Regions from separate parts of the Hordeum vulgare genome. Here region 1 is linked to region 2. A link is a contact called in public Hi-C data. All regions are on one chromosome and are shown on one strand. The core of a region is the stretch at or near the end of the contact, and the rest is flanking DNA. Distances in the headings are between cores, read along the strand shown. Region 1 has its middle 11 kb from the start of LOC123410669. Region 2 holds the start of LOC123407313 (putative transcription factor bHLH041).

The links. Hi-C and Micro-C count contacts between places; a contact is called where the count stands out from the background.
Region 1: a contact with region 2 is called in a Hi-C map of leaf, with 4 times the contacts expected there. The contact joins the enhancer-like site here to the promoter of LOC123407313 in region 2. A contact is called at or near these places in 2 of 6 Hi-C or Micro-C datasets (leaf and seedling).

The regions. Positions count from the first base shown.
Region 1 is chr7H:505,174,714-505,178,367 of MorexV3_pseudomolecules_assembly, forward strand. No RefSeq gene overlaps it. Among protein-coding and RNA genes, the nearest start is that of LOC123410669, 11 kb to the right of the region's middle. Within about 2 kb of position 2,103, at least 2 of the 3 cell types and tissues checked have open chromatin away from gene starts, as enhancers often do. A contact at or near this core is called in leaf, where this site is marked.
Region 2 is chr7H:505,121,853-505,125,065 of MorexV3_pseudomolecules_assembly, forward strand. LOC123407313 (putative transcription factor bHLH041) reads right to left here and starts at 1,541. Exons shown (of 7, transcript XM_045100419.1): 1 at 1,310-1,541; 2 at 1,109-1,213; 3 at 920-1,025; 4 at 780-794; 5 at 1-684. The coding sequence starts at 1,434.

The sequences.
Region 1 (3,654 bases), core at 853-3,352, 53 kb after region 2:
TTTATCAAAAACATAGTTCATCATAATTAAAAAAGTTCACCAAATTTTGAATAAAGTTTGTGCAATTAAAAACAAAGACGAATAAGAACAAAGCCGAAAAAAGAAAAAAGAAAAAAGTGAAAAAAAAGAAATGAAGAAAGAAAAGACGTAGGAGCAATACCTGAGCAGCTAACGCAGGGTGGTGTAGTGGTTACTCCATCACACTATTGACCGATAGGTCCATCACACTATTGACCGATAGGTCCTAGGTTTGGATCGTAACAACACTGGTTTTCTTTTCCTGTTACGACAGGAGAAAGGAGAAGATGGGCTGAGCCCAGCTAACGCGTTGCAGGTGCCGGTTAGCAAATTTGCCTATAAACCGGCGCAGGCGCTAAATAAGATTCGCCTTTTTTTGAGACAAACTAGATTTGTTGTTTTTGAAAAGAAAGGTAAAAAAGCATACTGCAACAACAAGACGATAAAGTTGGGCCTTAGAACTTCTCGGGCGCACTATTGACCGATAGGTCCTCGGTTCGAATTGTAACAACGACGGTTTTCTTTTCATCTTACAACATGAGAAAGGTGAAGATGAGTTGAGCCCAGCTAACGCGCTGCAAGTGCGGTTAGCAAATTTGCCCATAAACCGGCACAGGCGCTAAATAGGATTCGCCATTTTTGAGACAAACTAGATTTGCTGTTTTCGAAAAGAAAGGTAAAAAAACATACTGCAGCGACAAGACCATAAAGTTGGGCCTTAGAACTTCTCGGGCGCCCCTATGTCTCACTTCCGGCGAGATCTACGTGGGAGCTCCTACCTGCCAATCTTTGAGGCAGGAAGTCCGCACGCCCCACTGGGGGAGCACCGAATGGGCTGACCCAGCTTCGTTTCCATTTTTTTCTTATTTTTTTCCTTTTCTGCTTATTTCCATTTTTTGGTTCATTTTCCCGTTTCTTTTTGTATTTTAAGCAGAAACATTTTCCGAATTTGAAGAATATTTTATGAAAATCCAGAAACCTTTTTGAATTTATGAACGGAATTTGAAAAACAATAACTTTTCCAAATCTGTAACATCTTTTAAAAAGAAAGAACAATTTTTGAAATTTAAGAACAATATTCGAAATTCATTAAAAATTCGAATAAAACTTATAAGGAATTGAACCATGTTTTGATAGTTCGAACATTTACTGAAAATACCGAACATTTTTCAAAAATATCAAACATTGTTTCATAAATAACGAACATTTTCTGAAAACAGCAAACATTGTTTTGAAAATACTGATTTATTCAAAATATAGTACATTTTTGGAAAATTCCAAACGTTTTTTGAAATTATGAATGTTTGTGAAAAACGTAACTATTTGAAATTGAGAACAATTTCTTAAAAAGAAAGAATATTTTCCGAATTTTAGAACTCATTTTGTAAATTGAAAACATTTTTTGAAAATCCCAAACACTTTTTGTAAAAATAAAAATAAAATTGAAAACCAAGAACATGTTTTTAAAGAAAATATATGTTCCAGTTTGAAGAAAAATCTTTGAAAATCCCAAAAAAGTTTCAGAAATCCAAAATATAGTCTAAAAATCCAAAAACTTTTTGAAAATCCAATTTTATTTTGGAAATCTTGGCATTTTTCAAAAAAGAAAAAACGTATTTGAAGAACATTTTTGAAAAATACCGAGTATTTTTGATAATCAAGAAGATTTTACGAAAATCAAAAACAAATTATTAAAGAGGGAAAAAATCGATTTTGAAGAACATTTTTGGATAATCCAGAATATTTTTTGAAAAACCAATTTTGCAAATCCAGATATTTTTTGAGAAAGCAAAAAATATTTTCCGAATGTGAATAATAGTTTTTAAACCAATATATTTTTTGAAATTACAGCACATTTTTGGAAACAAAAACTGAAAACAATAAAGAAAAAATAAAACAAAGAAAAACCGGTTCAGGAAACTTTGTAGAAGTTTTCCACAACCGAATAAAAACGGCTGAAAACCTCTAAAGGTTCCCAAAACTGGGGATGTTTGAACTTTAAACGGCTGGCCCACTCAGTAATGAGGGCTGGGTATTCTGTGCAAAGCCCCGACAACGCGACGTAGCGAGGGACGAATAGGGTTTTCCGATCTACGAGACTCATGCGTGGAGTCGAGCGAAAGATGGGCCAGCCCAGGCACGCGGGAGCCACCCTTTTGTTTTTTATTTCCTCTTTTAGTTTAGTTTATCCTTTCAAATATTACAAATAAATATATTAAAAACATATTTTACATAAAAACTTGAAAATAAATTATCCAATCAAGTGGAAAATGTTAAATATGTATATAAAAATATTTCTATTTTATAGGAAAAATGCATAAAAATAATGTCTATGAATATTCTTGATAACTTGTTGGAAAACATTTAATCATTCATTTGAAAAGAATTTTAAACAAGTGTTTGTAAAGTGTTAATCAAGCATTTGAAAAATGTAAGTTCTTAAAAAATATTGACCATGTATGAAAAAAAAACAAGCATTTGAAAAATGTTAAATGTGTTTATAAAAGATGTTAATGATGTGTTTTCAAATAATTAATCTTGTACTCGAAGAATGCTAAGCAAACATTTTTGTGTACGTAAAAAATATTAATCATGTTTTTCAAAAAGGTTAATAAAATAATAATAAAGGTGCTAAATATCTATAGAAAATTCATCAAATAAGTTAAAAAATAATGTTAATTATATATTTGAAGTTATTAAAAGTGTATACAAAAACTATTTTTGATGTATAAGAAAACTATTGAATTTGTACTGAAAAAGGTTAACCCATATTGAGAAAAAAATGATGAAAAATAAATTAAAAGCAAATGAAAACCAATGGATAATTAACCGATGGATTAGAAAATAAATAAAAGAAAAAACCAATGGAGCGAGAGAAAGAAACACATAGAAACGAAGATAATCTGAAAAGTTGATAACAACCGAGAAAGAAACAAAAAACAATAAAAAAGCAAAGTGTGAATAAGACATAGGTGAAACAAAGGAAAAACAAAACAACTTAGAGAAAATTGAAAAAGAAAAATAACAAAGAAAAAAGAAAAGAAAGTCCAACCAACAAAGCGATCGACCGCTCACAAGTGAACTTCTCGTGTCTATGGCGTGACAAAATTGACCTTATTGGCATGGACACCGACGTCATTAATATGAGGCCACTGTTAAAAAATAATGTTGGTGTTGGAGACGACGCCACGTGGCTAACGCGAGCAGTAATATATGTCAATAGTCGCATTGCATTAGTTCAACGCAGGGAATCTATCGTTTGGCTTTCTCTCGTCTATGGTTGTCCTCATTGATGTTAGTCTTTCACACATTTGTGTCTTTCTTTTCCATCATTATTTTATTTGTCATCCTAAGTGCCAACATATCTTGCTTACGCTCATCCATTGCATGAGTGCTCAAAATCAAAAGGGAGAGGATCATTTTGACTTGTACCTGACTAGTGGTCTTGAGATGAGTCAAAATAAGATTGCGAAGGAGATCAAGTGTGAAATTTTGGTTGATTGAGTTCTCAATTAAACAAATATTTTATGATCTCAACCCATCTCCCACTTCTGGCACGCAAACACCATTTGGAGACATCCGAGTCACGGACAGCGAGAACTCTTGCACCTTTATGTTCTTACTTTGCTAAATTCA
Region 2 (3,213 bases), core at 291-2,790:
CTGGAAGCTGTCGTTGAGCCGCTCGCGCCGGCGCCGCTCCGAGATCACGTGGTGCAGCTGGCTGGTGCTGGACGGCGGTGGCTCGTGGTGCGCGCCGGCGAGCTCCGGCTGGTTGCGCATTGACATGTGCACGCTTGCCAGGAGCGACATGCATGTCTTGATCATCCTCTGCCCCGGCGCGCCTGGCCGCGGCCGCGCCCTTGGCGAGAGCGCCGCGCGATACGGTTTGAACGCCGTCGTCCGCCGCGGCGATGACCGCTGCGAGCGGTGGCTGGCCAGCCAGGGAGGACACGGCGGAGGCGGCGGCGTGGAGGTGGTCGACGCACCGGGGGAGGGGATGGCCGCGAGCATTGCCTGCGCCATTAAGGCGTAGTCGTTGGCTTCGACGATCGGCGCGAGCAAGCCGGGCAGCGACGACGCATGCATCAGCAGTGGCTGCGTGGATGGCTCGCCCGCCGTTGCTGCCGGCGTCGCCATTGCGCGAATGAGAGAGGAGTACTCCGGGCTCCCGATGGAGAGCGACGGCACGGGGGAGGACGAGGACGACAGCCCTGCCGGCGGCAGCTGGAGGAGGTCCTCCAGGAACGACTGGTGCACGTGATCCGCCACGGCCGCCGCTGCCACCGATGTAGTCGACAGACCGATCTCGATCTCGCCGCTCTCGCATCCCATGAACACCGCCATCTGCCGCGCGCGATCATCAGCTCAACCCATGCCCCGTTGACGCAATGCGTAAAAGATAGTAAAAAACAACGAGGCGTCGCCGTTCATGTACGTACCTTCGTGCCGGCTTCCTGCACGAACAAACAAAGAGCAACGAGCAAAGGTCAGCCATCAGCTTCAAAGTTCAAACACAGACCGGACTATCGCAATCGATAGTGTGCAAGACGAAGAGAAGTATTCGTGGGCGCTGACTGACATGGTAGAACTGCTGCTGCACCTGCAGCGACGCCGACGACGTCAGGTCCGGCTCCGGCAGCTCCATGTAGGCGCGGCCCTCCCTGTACGCCCACCCGGGCACGCACCTGCATGCTCGACCGGCCACCGTCAGACAGAATATACGGGTCTCAAAGAAGCTGAGGACCGAGCTGTGCACTGCAATGCGTACCCGCTTACGACGGCGCAGAGCGCCCCCCGGTACGCCTCGAAGCCCGCCCGTGCGCGAGCACCGCCGCCGCCGCCGGCGATCCACGCGTCCAAGCAGAACAAATGGCTGGCGAGGAGCACCACAGCAAACTACGCCGTGAAGAGCAAGCAAAGGACAGAGAGACTCGAGAAGACCAACGGCGCCGCGGCGCGACGAACGGACCTGGATGGGAGCTGGGCGGTCACCGGCGCCCAGAGGCAGAGGTAGAGGCAGCCGGGGACGCGCGCCGCCGCGCGCTCCAGGACGAGAGCCCGGGGCACCGCCGCGAGCGCGAAGACGGAGTCCATAGGCACCGCGACCGCACCGTGCGGGCGTCCCTCTCACGGTCTCACCTTAGGAGGCCGCTGGCTCCAAGGTTCATGGCCGTTTTTGTACTCTGTCTCTGACTGGCGCCGCCATGAGGGGCGGGTGCGCGCGCGTATGTATGTGGGTTGTGGAGGCTGGAGAGGATCGAGTCGATGTGGCAACCGGGAGTTTGGTGAGAGGTGTGGGGTCGTTTGAAAAGTACCGAAGGCAGGCACGTGGACTCGTTCAAACTTTCAAAGGCATAGGGATGGGAGGATTTATCCTACGGTTGTAAGCACGCCTTGCCTAATCTGGCAATTCATACCATTCTTTATCGAGATAATAGGACTTAACCACATTCACGTCAAAATACTCCTTTTTCCCGAGTTGCGTCCAAATACTACTTTCTGCATTTTGGGAAAACGAAAATGGCGAGGAAATGTGAAAATCTTTGCAAAACAAAATGAAGACGATTCTCTTACACAAAAACTCAAAAAGTTGCCTTTACGTGGATATGAATTTTTTTGGTTTTACTATAATTCTATAATTACTTTGTGACCCAACCACCAAACAACCCAGAATGATCGAGTGAGAAAAATGCCTCATGTGAGGCCCATCTTCTACGATCACACACATATTCAACTTCATCAAGGAGCAATTGTCCCAGAATGGCCGAGTGAGAAGAATGCCTCAATTGTCGTATACAATGTTCATAGATATCTTTTTAGAATTCCTATGTATGAAGTACATGCCTAATGTTTTTGGAGACATAATACCGTTTTAGTTATATCTTTTCATGTTGTTTTACTTTGGTTTGACTGTGTTTATTAGGATTCATGTGTGTTTCTACCATGTACATAGGGTAGTTTACCCGTTGTCAACTCTATGAATAGAAGTAGATGCCACCCTACCTGATGTCGACAAGGAACCCCCCACAACATGTATGTTTGCATCGGTAGCCGCATGCTCGCCGTCATCCTTAAGTGAAATATGTGAACACCACACAGTGGCAGGAACAGGGGGCCAGCAGGGGCCCTGAACCCCCCTAACATCTCTGAACTTAGGCTAATATGCATGTAAAAATTTGATTAACTGTTGCTAAAATGGTGTGATGTGATGAGCCAACAAGTGGCCCCTCATCTAATTTTCCTGGCTCCGCCACTTACACCACATTAAAAATTCAATGCAACTTGTCTTTCAATACTTGTAAATGTGACTCTTTTTATTCTAGCTGGGAGCTTAAGTCATAGTTCACTCACACTCTAACAATACTTTATCATAATAAGCTTGACACATTTTTGTTACTTGAATTGGAACGGGTGAAAGTTGTTAGAAACCAGTCCATAAGCCTTTGTGTTTTAAGGCTCATTTTTTAAACTCCAAAGCAAGATATGTTTAGAGTCATTGCCGAGGCGAAGATGTGGAGGCCAAGATAAATAATGTGAGATCCACGGCCTCAAAAATGATTGGTTCTTTTATTTACGACAATACGTGTCTTAAGTTACAAGCCACCTAAACATCTACATGAAAAAACTAGAAAGACAACAAAACCCTAGTCTTTGCACAAAGGACCATAAACCAAGAAGAAAAATTATAATAAAGACCAAAGAATATTCTAAGACTGACGCCAACGCCCATCACCTACCTATGGAACTACTGCTTCAACCACTGAAGTAAAATGTGACGGTCACCTCTTTGTTCGAGCTCGTCGCGGCTCCATCGTTGATATGCAATTCTTCTGACCTCCAAAGAATCTTACCAAAGACGAAACTAGTGTCGTT